Linked DNA regions of Pan troglodytes: all the other regions are linked to region 3. A link is a contact called in public HiChIP or PLAC-seq data. All regions are on one chromosome and are shown on one strand. Each heading gives the region's core, a stretch centred on a gene start, on an enhancer-like site or on the middle of the called end of the contact. The rest is flanking DNA. Distances are from core to core; before and after follow the strand shown. Region 1 holds the start of RAP1GDS1 (Rap1 GTPase-GDP dissociation stimulator 1). Region 2 holds the start of STPG2 (sperm tail PG-rich repeat containing 2). Region 3 holds the start of EIF4E (eukaryotic translation initiation factor 4E).

Region 1 (3,335 bases), core at 379-2,878, 660 kb before region 3:
TTCCCCAGTGCCCTCAGAGGGAGTACAGCCCTGCCTACACCTTGATTGCAAACTTCTGGCCTCCAGAATTGTGAGATAATAATTTGTTGTTTTAAGTCACCCAATTTGTGGTATGTTACGGCAGCCCTAGGGAACTAATGTAGTGCGATTATTTTAAGAGGCAAACAAGAAGAACATCCTAAGAGTGAGGTGCCTGATAGTCTCGTGCATCAGAAAAGTCCCATATATTTGACTTCAGCAGTTAAATTGTATTTTCCTGTTTTACCAAACCTTTTTAATTATCGTTTCTTGCTGTAGAAAAATCACATAAAATCTGCTCTTTGCTTAACAAATTACAGGGTCGCTTCTGATTTGTGTGCTCGAAATACTAGTCACCAAGCAGAAACTGATGACTGTGAGAACAGGCGACTAATTAAAAAACAAACAAAAAAAGCCCTTTCTCAACATTGGATTGACCGAGTGAAAGTTGACAGGGGAAAGACACCTCGATTCAGCTATCTTTCTCCAACAGGTTGTACTGCTGACTGCACCGTCTCCCCTGAAGGACTGCGGTCGCTGTAGCCTTGGAGAGCGACCAGATTCCTCACCCCACTCAGGAGGAGCCAGGGCAAGATTAGGGTGCAGAGAAATCGGTTTCCTCCAGCCTCCTACCCCAGGGCAGAGGACCGAAGCCAGCCCCGGCCTCACGTGCATGCCCAGCCGGGAGGACGCCCTCAGTGGGAGAGCCCTGCTCAGGTCCTCCCCGAGGCCGAGGTGGTGGTGGTGGGAGCGGGCGGCGGCCCCGGGATCACAGGACCTCCGCCAGGTTAGCTTTGGCAGTGCCGCAGCCAACCCAGCAGGACGCTTATTTTCAAGCCTGGGGAACGTAGTTCCTCCCGCTTTCACAGAGAGCAGGATGGAGCCCGACGGCACCCCGGTTAAAGGGCCTTTCCAGCGCCCTCCGGGGAACGGAAGGCCGCGCTCCTCCGGGAGGGAGAACGACACACTCTTCGAGGAAATCCTGGGGCGGGCGCTCTCCTCGCTGCCGGGACCTTTGTTTCTAAGCTGGCCACAGCTAGAGCAGACTTAAGTGTCCCAATGACACGCCTGCTATCGAGCGCCCTCCCGGCGGCCCCTCCTCAGCCAGCTGCCAGCGGGCGTCCGCAGGTGTCCCCAAGAGGCGCAGGCCTAGTCGCCTACACGTCCTTTCCAACTTCGTGTCGGGGCGTCAGCTTTGGCTTCCCACCACCCCTCCCGGCTCTGCGGCGGCCCAGCCTCTTCTCCGGTTAATTCCGGCCTGTGCGGCCCGGTCGTCCCGTAAAGAAGGCAGGCCCGGGTTCCGGGTGAGGGGTTGGTGGGTCAGGGTGGGAAAGCAAGGCAGCGGTGAGTCCTCTGCTAGCAGATCGGGCTCAATATCACCATTCCCTGCTTTCTCCGGGCCCGCCCTCCGCCTCTCAGACGGCCGCCATGAAGATCCTCCGCCGCGGCTGCAGCCGGTCTGCAAACACACGCCCACCCGCACGCTTAGCCTCGCTCGCCACAGAGGGAGGGGTGGAAAAGGCACTGGGCATGCTCGTTGGGGAGGGCGGGGCGCTCGTGGGCCGCGAGTCGGGGCCGGAGCTCTTCAGGCCGGCTCCCGCGCCTCCGCCGCCCGCCCGCTCGGAGCCGCGCCCGCCGCAGGCTGCGCCCGCCAGCCCCGCCCCGCCCCGCCCCGCCCCGCCCCCCGCCGCTCGTCCCCGCCGCGGCCGCGCCGCCTGCAGCAACACCAGCTGCTCCTCCCCGGCGGCCGCCCCCCGCGGGTCCCTCCCTGGCTGCGGGAGAGACGGAGGTAGAGGGAGGACACAGAGCCGCGCCGCCCGCACCGGAGACCTTCGCCTCGCCCCGCCGGTTCCTCACCCTCGGGGAGCAACATGGGTAAGTCATCCTTCCTCCGCCGTCATCGCCTGACATTTTTTTCTTTCTCGGCGTGCTGCAGGGTGGGAAGCATTTCTCGCGCAAAGTTGCCGGATTTCTCCAGTCCCCGGGTGTGAGACAGTGGCTGTTCCTCCGGGGAGAGTCGGCGCACGCGGAACGCACGCCGGGTGCCGGGGCTGGGAGGGTCCCGAGCGCGGGCTGGGGTGGGGTCGGCCGCGGGCCGGACCGCCGCCCGGCTCCCCGGCACCTCGCAGCCTCGCCTCCCCTCCTCCATTCTTCCTGCCGGTGCCCGGGCACCACGGAGCCTGCCTCGCGGGCTCTCATCTGCAGCTCCATCCCCGTTTCTCCAGAGGCCGCCCGCTTCCTTTTCCCCCGCGTCTACTGAGCTCGAGGCTCGGGTCCGACCACGACCACTTCGTGTAACTTCCTTCTCTGTCAGTGCGACCTTTCCCCGTCGTGGAGACTCCTTATCCTGGGCGGGGAAGTGGAAGCAAGTAGTTTGTGAGGGAGATCTTACAACCTGCACGGAAATTATTTTCCAAGGGGGAGAGCGGACAGCCTCATAGGTTGAAAGGATGACTTGTCAGAGGCCACGAGGAACGTGAGGCAGGATAGAGCCGCTAGCTGTTGAATTAGTGCTGGGTGACTACAGTGTGCAATATTCCTGTGCCCAGCCTATTTTCTGGATTCCTTCGTCCGTCTTCTGTAGCAGGAAACTGCGCCCTGTAACGTTGTTACCGAACTTACATGGTAGTTATTCTTTCCCAGCTTCCCCCTGTCTAATCTGCATAATCTGATTTTAGTTCCTTTGTATTTATAGTTAATCTGAAGAGATTGGTTTGGATGAGAGATTTAAGAGCAAATATGTTTTATAAAACGATATATACATTTGACCTAATTTTTTTACATCATCTATTGCTTAACTGTTACATTCAGTAATCACAGAAATGTCTGATGAATGCTGTCATGTAATTAAGAGCTCAAAGTTTCTTTTAATAGTAGCGACTTGTACTAAGTTCCCCAGTTTGCTTCCACTCCTGTCTGTCATAATTTCCTCTTTTTAAAATTTGCTCCCTTGGCATCTGTCAGCTGGGACTTTTCCCACCCCTTCTGTGCGAGTTATTTAAAGCTTGAGATGAATGTGGTCCTTTCATCTGTTAATACAGTGCTCAACACGTTCAGAGTTAGGTGGTGCAACTCAGAATCTTCAAGAAGTATCTAAACCTGGGAATGGTGTCCATAGAGTTTTCTGGAACAGCAAATGCTTCAGGCTTTGATCCCGACCTTTGGCCATATATCTGGAAGAGGCCAGGGTTGACGGAGGAGGTGGTATGAATCAAAAAAGGTCTAGGGCTCTGAATTTTATTTTCAGTTAAGTTGTTTTTTCTTTTTAACTTGAGTACTCGTTATGCTGAACAAATTTCTGTAAAAATTGGGTGGCC
Region 2 (3,086 bases), core at 346-2,845, 770 kb before region 3:
ATGTTCCAGACACTCTTCCAAGACAGTAGTTGGGGAAAAAAAAAACAGGAGAAAATGATGTTACATTTTGGAAAGAAGTGTTTCCAAGAATAAAGTGGTCAGTTATGTCAAAATTAAGGATTGCAAAGTGTCATAGGGGGTCATTGTTAGCCATTGTTAGGGGAATTAATGCTTATAATGCCCAACTCCATTAAAATAAAGATAGAATAAGCTGCAAGAATAGTGACACCAGATGCTGTGAAGCAGTACAATTCAACATGTGAAACACTGACAGAAGTCAAATTTGTACTCCACCCCAAGAAACCTAAACCTTTCCTTATCTGATCAGTTATGTAACAGAATAATGGATCCTGGCATTTGCTTGAAAATACATAGTGTAGGTATGGGGAAAATGTAGGTTAAGAAAAACTATCATTTGGACGGTATTAAGCTCCAGAAAATCATCAGAATAGAAAAAGTAGAAAGCAAAATTGATGTATTTATTTTTGACTAAGTCACTAACTGCAAACAAACGAGGAGAGCAAATATTATTTAAATTATCCATCCCCACTCCACTGGTCAAAAATATAATTTTTCTTTACAGAATGTGGAGAAAAGGGGCTCCCCTGAAGTGTGTTAAAAGAGATGAGGACGGTCAGAAAAATCTGTCTGAAAAAAAAACGGAACTATCTTTAAATAATACTGCAAAATAGAAATATAAGCTACATCTTAGTAAATAAATGTCTCTGGTTAATGGGAGGAAAGATGTGAGGCAGGCAGGATTACAAAGCAATGAGACAGCGGGAGGTAAAGGCACAGGATTTGGAGACTAATATATTATGTCAACACAGCCAGGAAATCAAAATCCTAGACCTAAACTGCACAATCAAAAGTAGGATGTAGACAACTATTGTGGAATCAAAAGTCCTAGCCATATGCTCACCAGCCTTTTGAAATGGGACAAGTGATACTATCAGTCTCATCTGTAAAATAAAAGTATAGTGTTTTCCCTGCCTACTTCATGTTTTGTTATGTTTACAAAATGGTACTATTCCGCTCTATGTTTAACTCACAAGCACGCAGAAGCGGAGCAGGCTGAAGATAGGATGCCTGTCACAGGAGCTCTGCCTCTTCCTACATCTTACCTGTCGCCTGCTGCTTCAGGAAAGGTACCTGGTAGGATCCAGGACCCACATGGGCCTCAGTGCTGCCACCTTCAGCCAATTTGAGCAGGCGGGGAGCCCGATCATACATAGTGCTCGGGGTGGTGGGGGCGCTGGGGAAGGGCAGGTGCCGAAAACGATAAAAACAAGGCGGCTAGAGGTGTGGAGAAAAAGGAAGCCGACACCAGTCTGAGGAGGCCGGGACAGAACTTCCGTAAACAGGGAAATTAGGGGTGGGGTTGTCTCCCCGCCCGCTCATTGATACCAGATTTCCTCAAATCGATTTCTAGCTCTGTGGTAAAGTAGAGGGGTGAGCGACTAGAGATTAGACGTCCCACACAATCATCAGTTTGCCAGGTGCACGCCACCAAAATTGGGCATTAGGGATTAGACGCTCGCCCCGGTGCTTCCGGCCCTGACTCCGCCCACTTCTCTCCGCCCGGAAGCCTGGGGAGGAGGCGGGCCCAGTCTCTGGGGAGGAGGCGGGCCCAGTCTCTAGGGAGCGAAGTGGGGGTGCCTTCCTGGGCCGAGCCCTCGGAGCATGCGCACCGAGCCGCCACCCTTTCCCGGCTCTTTTTACCCGGAACCCGGCGCGCCTTGAAGAAGGCAGGCCTAAACCTCGTAGCTCTTGGGGTCCCGGTAACTACTTAGGTCCCGAACTTTTTTAAGTGTGCAGAAGAACCTTAGAAAACGCGTTAGGAAGGGTGAGGACTAACTTGACCTTGATCTGCTTCCCGATTCAACAGAACCTAGTAAAGAAAAATGCAGTAGCATGAAGCAGAGAGCTTGGGGTTCCGCAAGCTCTCCCCCGCTTCTACTGCAGCCCCACTCGTACTCACAGAGAAAAGGCACCTCTGATCTTAACCTGTAGATAGTCCAAACTGCTAAGACAAACCCAGGGCTCAGGGCAGTGACAAGAAATGGAGAACCCAGAAAAAAAAATCACAAAGAAGATAAGGGTAAAAAAGAAAAAAAAAAGAAATGAGGACACCAGGCAAGGAGGCAAAAAGCTCACCAACTGAAGCCGTGGAAGTGACTGAAAGCTGCCTCTTTTGTCGGATGCCAGGTAACCACAATACTGATTCATCAATATTTATAAAGCAAAGCGAAGGCACTGAAAAAGCCCAGTCCACCCCACCAAACCAATGGTTCTGAACCTTGGGCAAAAGAAACCTAGCTTGTCCTTGGGGCTTAAGGAATCTACGTCAGAATCCACCTCTGCTTCTCGCAGGCTGTTTTTTCTAGCAAGAATTCTGTCCAGATTCTAAATATCCTCAGAGGCTTAGACAAATCCTACCTTGATCATACCTCACCTCCAAATGGTCTACAGTACGTTAATTTGTTCCTACTACAAGTTTTTATAGTTTTCATACTCTGTAATACACGATTTGCCACTCAATCCTGTGCAACATTTACTGTGGCTTCATTGTGCCATATATGTCGGAACCCTCTCCTTGCGAGGCTATATGCTTCTCAAGGATGTATCTGTAATACCTTTTTTTCTGTTCAATAGCTAGCTAAATTATTTATGCACTTAAAAAACACGAATTGGCATATACTGTAGGTTCCATCCCTGCTAAGTTATGAGGATACAAAGGCATAAGAAAGTCCCTGCCCTCAGGTGTTCTCTCTCTAATGGGGAAAGAGACGTATAATCCAATGGCTGGCCATTGATGGCCAGCTGATCAATGGCCAGATCCTACCTAAATATTACACACTGAAGTGCAACCTATATACTCTTCATAATTTGGTAATAATTGGTCTCTCAAAATTCTGCATTCTTAACAAAAAAAAATCTTTCTTTTAAAAGTTTCTATGAGGCCAGGTGCAGTGGTTCACACCTGTAATCCTTAATCCTAGCACTTTGGGAGGCCCAGGCAGGAGGATTGCTTGAGGCCAGAAGTTCAAGACCAGCCGGGGCAACATAGGGAGATTCCACCTGCA
Region 3 (3,406 bases), core at 56-2,555:
CCGGCCCCGCGCCTTCCTATCATGAAGACACCATCCCCGCATACCCAGCCCAGAACCCCAGCTACCCTCCACCCTGTAGACACCTCGCGGTTCCGCAGGAGGCGCCACGCCGCCCCTCCCCCACACCGCTCCCCCAGTTCTCGGGCCCCCACCAGAAAGTGTGCGCTACACGCCGCCTCGGCCAGCCTCCGGGACGTCCCCACTTGTCCGCGGGAGGTCAGGTCCAACATGAGGGGGAGGGGGCGGCAAGGGGTACAGTGCGCGCCGGGAACGCCGTCCCGCGGAGTCCCCCAGTCAGAAGGAAGACAGAGCGCGGGGACCCGTGGGGGTGGGGGCCAAAGGCAATACTCACCGGTTCGACAGTCGCCATCTTAGATCGATCTGATCGCACAACCGCTCCAGAAGGGGGGGTAAGAGGAAAAAAATGAGATTCAAACCGGATTGGCCAGCTTCTGGCCACGTGACGGATATGTCCGTTTGGCCCTGGCGGCGCCTGCGCAAGACTGCGGCTGCGTGAGTAACGAGAGGCTTCTGGGAAGTGGAGTCTCTCCCCCACCTTTTTTTTTTTTAAGGTAAAGAAATTTTTTTTAAAAAGGACTGGTCACGTGGCCGATGGGTAGGGTGCGCGGTTCTCAACGCGGCGGACACTCGCTTGCTGGAGGGTGGTTTCAGTCCTCTGCTCTTCCGCCTGGATAGCTGCGGTCACACTTACTGCCAGGCAAGCCTACTCTGCCCTTTGTCGCCCTGTCCTCCCATCTTCCCCGGAAGGTTGGGAACTGCAGGCTCAGCACACACAATAAGGCTTCATTTGCTTAGTTGAGGTCCCAGGACAAGTTGCCTGTGTGTTTATTTAGTTTTCTTTTGATCTCCCACCATTTTCTCTTAGTTTCAAAAAGAGGCGGCGATGCAGAGTCGTTTAGGCAATCAGCCCTCCCACGTCCCCTGGCTCAGCTAATGCTGGTGGTCATTCGTTGCCATTTCTGCGAAAGGGGACGGACGGAACCGCCCGCAGTACTCGCTTGCCACCGGCTGGACGAGGGGGAGGGACGACAGCTTTTACTGTCCCAAATCCTGAGATTAAGACCTCAGGGCTAAATCTTGCGTGGCGGTAAAAATTATTTGGAAGTTCTGTGCAACCGTTCCAATATTCCGCTTTTACGTGCACGGAAATAGCCTAAGTCCAGATGCCAGCCAGGGAAGCCACTCCGGGCCCCGCTGACTAAGCCCTGGACTGATGGTCTGGAGTCTTTAGGCCGGGTCAACTATGACTCTTGACGTTGACTCATTCTCCTTAGGCGAGTGACTTAATCGCTCGGCGTCTCAGCTTTTTTATTTATGAACCAAAGGTGATGATACACTTACCTCACAAGGGTGTGCTTTGTAATGACTGTAACCGGCTTTGAAAATGCATCGGACTCTAGAAATGATTCATAATAAGCAGCTGCGTGCCTTCCTAAAGATCAAGTGCTTCTGCTTTTTTTTTTTTTAGCAAAGTTTAAATTTTTTTCTGTTTACTTTGTTTGATTATGATGTACACCAGTGTAGTTTTAAATGTTCAAGACCTTTTTTTTTCCTTTACAACTGCAGCTGCCCTCAATAGAGGCTTTAACGTTCATGAAATTATTGTTATGCTCACAACAATCACTGGCAATCAGAAATTTGTCCCCACACTGGCATCCTACATTTCCTTTCCCTCTAAGATACTGTGCTATCATTTCTCAAGACCATGTTTTTTGCACAGTTTGGCTACTAATAACAACAAATAGAGATGAAGAAATCTAGTAGACTCCTAAGGTTCTAATGAAGAAGACACTGTCTCATTACTATTTCCCATGCTTTTAAATAATGTTGACACCAGGAAAAGGAGTGTATGCAGGCTGCCTGTGCCTGTCTGCTTATAGTGTTAATGAGGTCCAGAGCTGTGTCATACCTATTATTGAGTACATAATGGATGCTTGAGTTGACTAACACATAATTGAGGCTGTATGAGAACTCAAAGCCATTGCCTGTTCATATGTTTTGGTTTACCTGAATATCAGAAGTGATTAATGAAAGCTTTTGTCTAGTGGGCTTAGCTCTACTAGGTTTTAAAGTAGATAGAATTAACAAGCCAGGCGCAGTGGCCCACGCCTGTAATCCCAGCCCTTTGGGAGGCCAAGGTGGGCGGATCACCTGAGGTCAGGAGTTCGAGACCAGCCTGACCAACATGGTGAAACCCTGTCTCTACTAAAAATACAAAAATTAGCCAGGCATAGTGGCACCTGCCTGTAGTCTCAGCTACTCAGGAGGCTGAGGCAGGAGAATCACTTGAACCTGGGAGGTGGAGGTTGCAGTGAGCCAAGATCCCGCCACTGCACTCCAGTCTGGGCGACACAGCGAGACTCCATTTCCAAAAAAAAAACATAATGATAATAAACGGATAAGTGGATTTCTACTTACAGAGACTATCTACTGTTACTTAGACTATCCAAAATAATTCTGTTGACCGCGTTGTTATTTTCTGCTGGTTAGAAGTGGTGTCAGGTTACCTTCTTTGAAGAGAAAAAGACAGCATAGATGTCCTATTTTCCCCTTCCCCACCCTTCCCCACCCTTCCTCTCCCTTCCCCACCCTTCCCCTCCCTTCCCTTCCCTTCTCTTCCCCTCTCTTCCCCTCCTCTCCCCTGTCCTCCCCTCCCCTCCCTCCCCTCCCCTCCCCTTCTCTCTCTCTCTCTCTTCCTTCCTTCCTTCCTTCCTTTCTTTTTGTCTTTTCAGGGTGTTGCTCTGTTACCCAGGCTGGAGTGCAGTGGCATGATTATGGCTCACTGCAGCCTTGACCTTCTGGGTTCAAGGGATCCTCCCACCTTAGCTTCCCAAGTAGCTAGGACTACAGGCATGGGCCACCATGCCTAGCTAATTTTTTTATATTTTGCAGAGACAGGAGCGTCTAGCTATGTTCCCCAGGCTGGTCTCGAACTCCTGGGCTCAAGCGGTCCCCCTACCTGGGCCTCCCAAAGTGCTGAGATTGCAGGCATGAGCCACCATTCCTGGCCAGATGTCCTATTTTCATGAAGCTGTTATATAACAGCAAAAAATCAATGAGATTGGCAAGAAAATACCTATAGGACTGAAAGCCAGTGAGGTTCTTAAAACTTTTTTTAAACAACAGTTTCCATTTTTATTAAATTTTCTGTTAATCAAAAAACTCGGGCCGGGCGCGGTGGCTCATGCCTGTAATCCCAGCACTTTGGGAAGCCAAGATGGGCGGATCACGAGGTCAGCAGATCGAGACCATCCTGGCTAACACGGTGAAACCCCGTCTCTACTAAAAATACAAAAATTAGCTGGGCGTGGTGGCAGGCGCCTGTAGTCCCAGCTACGCGGCAGGCTGAGGCAGGAGAAAGGAGTGAACCCAGGAGGTGGAGCTT

The links. HiChIP or PLAC-seq counts read pairs in DNA pulled down with a chosen protein or histone mark.
Region 1: a contact with region 3 is called in an H3K4me3 HiChIP or PLAC-seq map of stem cell-derived excitatory neurons, with 4 times the contacts expected there. The contact joins the promoter of RAP1GDS1 here to the promoter of EIF4E in region 3. A contact is called at or near these places in 1 of 7 Hi-C or Micro-C datasets (stem cell-derived neural progenitor cells) and 1 of 1 datasets of contacts at active chromatin or transcription factors (stem cell-derived excitatory neurons).
Region 2: a contact with region 3 is called in an H3K4me3 HiChIP or PLAC-seq map of stem cell-derived excitatory neurons, with 5 times the contacts expected there. The contact joins the promoter of STPG2 here to the promoter of EIF4E in region 3. A contact is called at or near these places in 1 of 7 Hi-C or Micro-C datasets (stem cell-derived neural progenitor cells) and 1 of 1 datasets of contacts at active chromatin or transcription factors (stem cell-derived excitatory neurons).

The regions. Positions count from the first base shown.
Region 1 is chr3:99,704,920-99,708,254 of NHGRI_mPanTro3-v2.0_pri, forward strand. RAP1GDS1 (Rap1 GTPase-GDP dissociation stimulator 1) reads left to right here and starts at 1,629. Exons shown (of 15, transcript XM_054683209.2): 1 at 1,629-1,893. The coding sequence starts at 1,890.
Region 2 is chr3:99,587,965-99,591,050 of NHGRI_mPanTro3-v2.0_pri, forward strand. It overlaps STPG2 (sperm tail PG-rich repeat containing 2), which reads right to left and starts at 1,596. Exons shown (of 14, transcript XM_054683204.2): 1 at 1,125-1,596. The coding sequence starts at 1,233.
Region 3 is chr3:100,362,743-100,366,148 of NHGRI_mPanTro3-v2.0_pri, forward strand. It overlaps EIF4E (eukaryotic translation initiation factor 4E), which reads right to left and starts at 1,306. Exons shown (of 7, transcript NM_001246470.1): 1 at 353-1,306. The coding sequence starts at 370. LOC104006140 (a long non-coding RNA gene) reads left to right here and starts at 638. Exons shown (of 7, transcript XR_008547570.2): 1 at 638-718.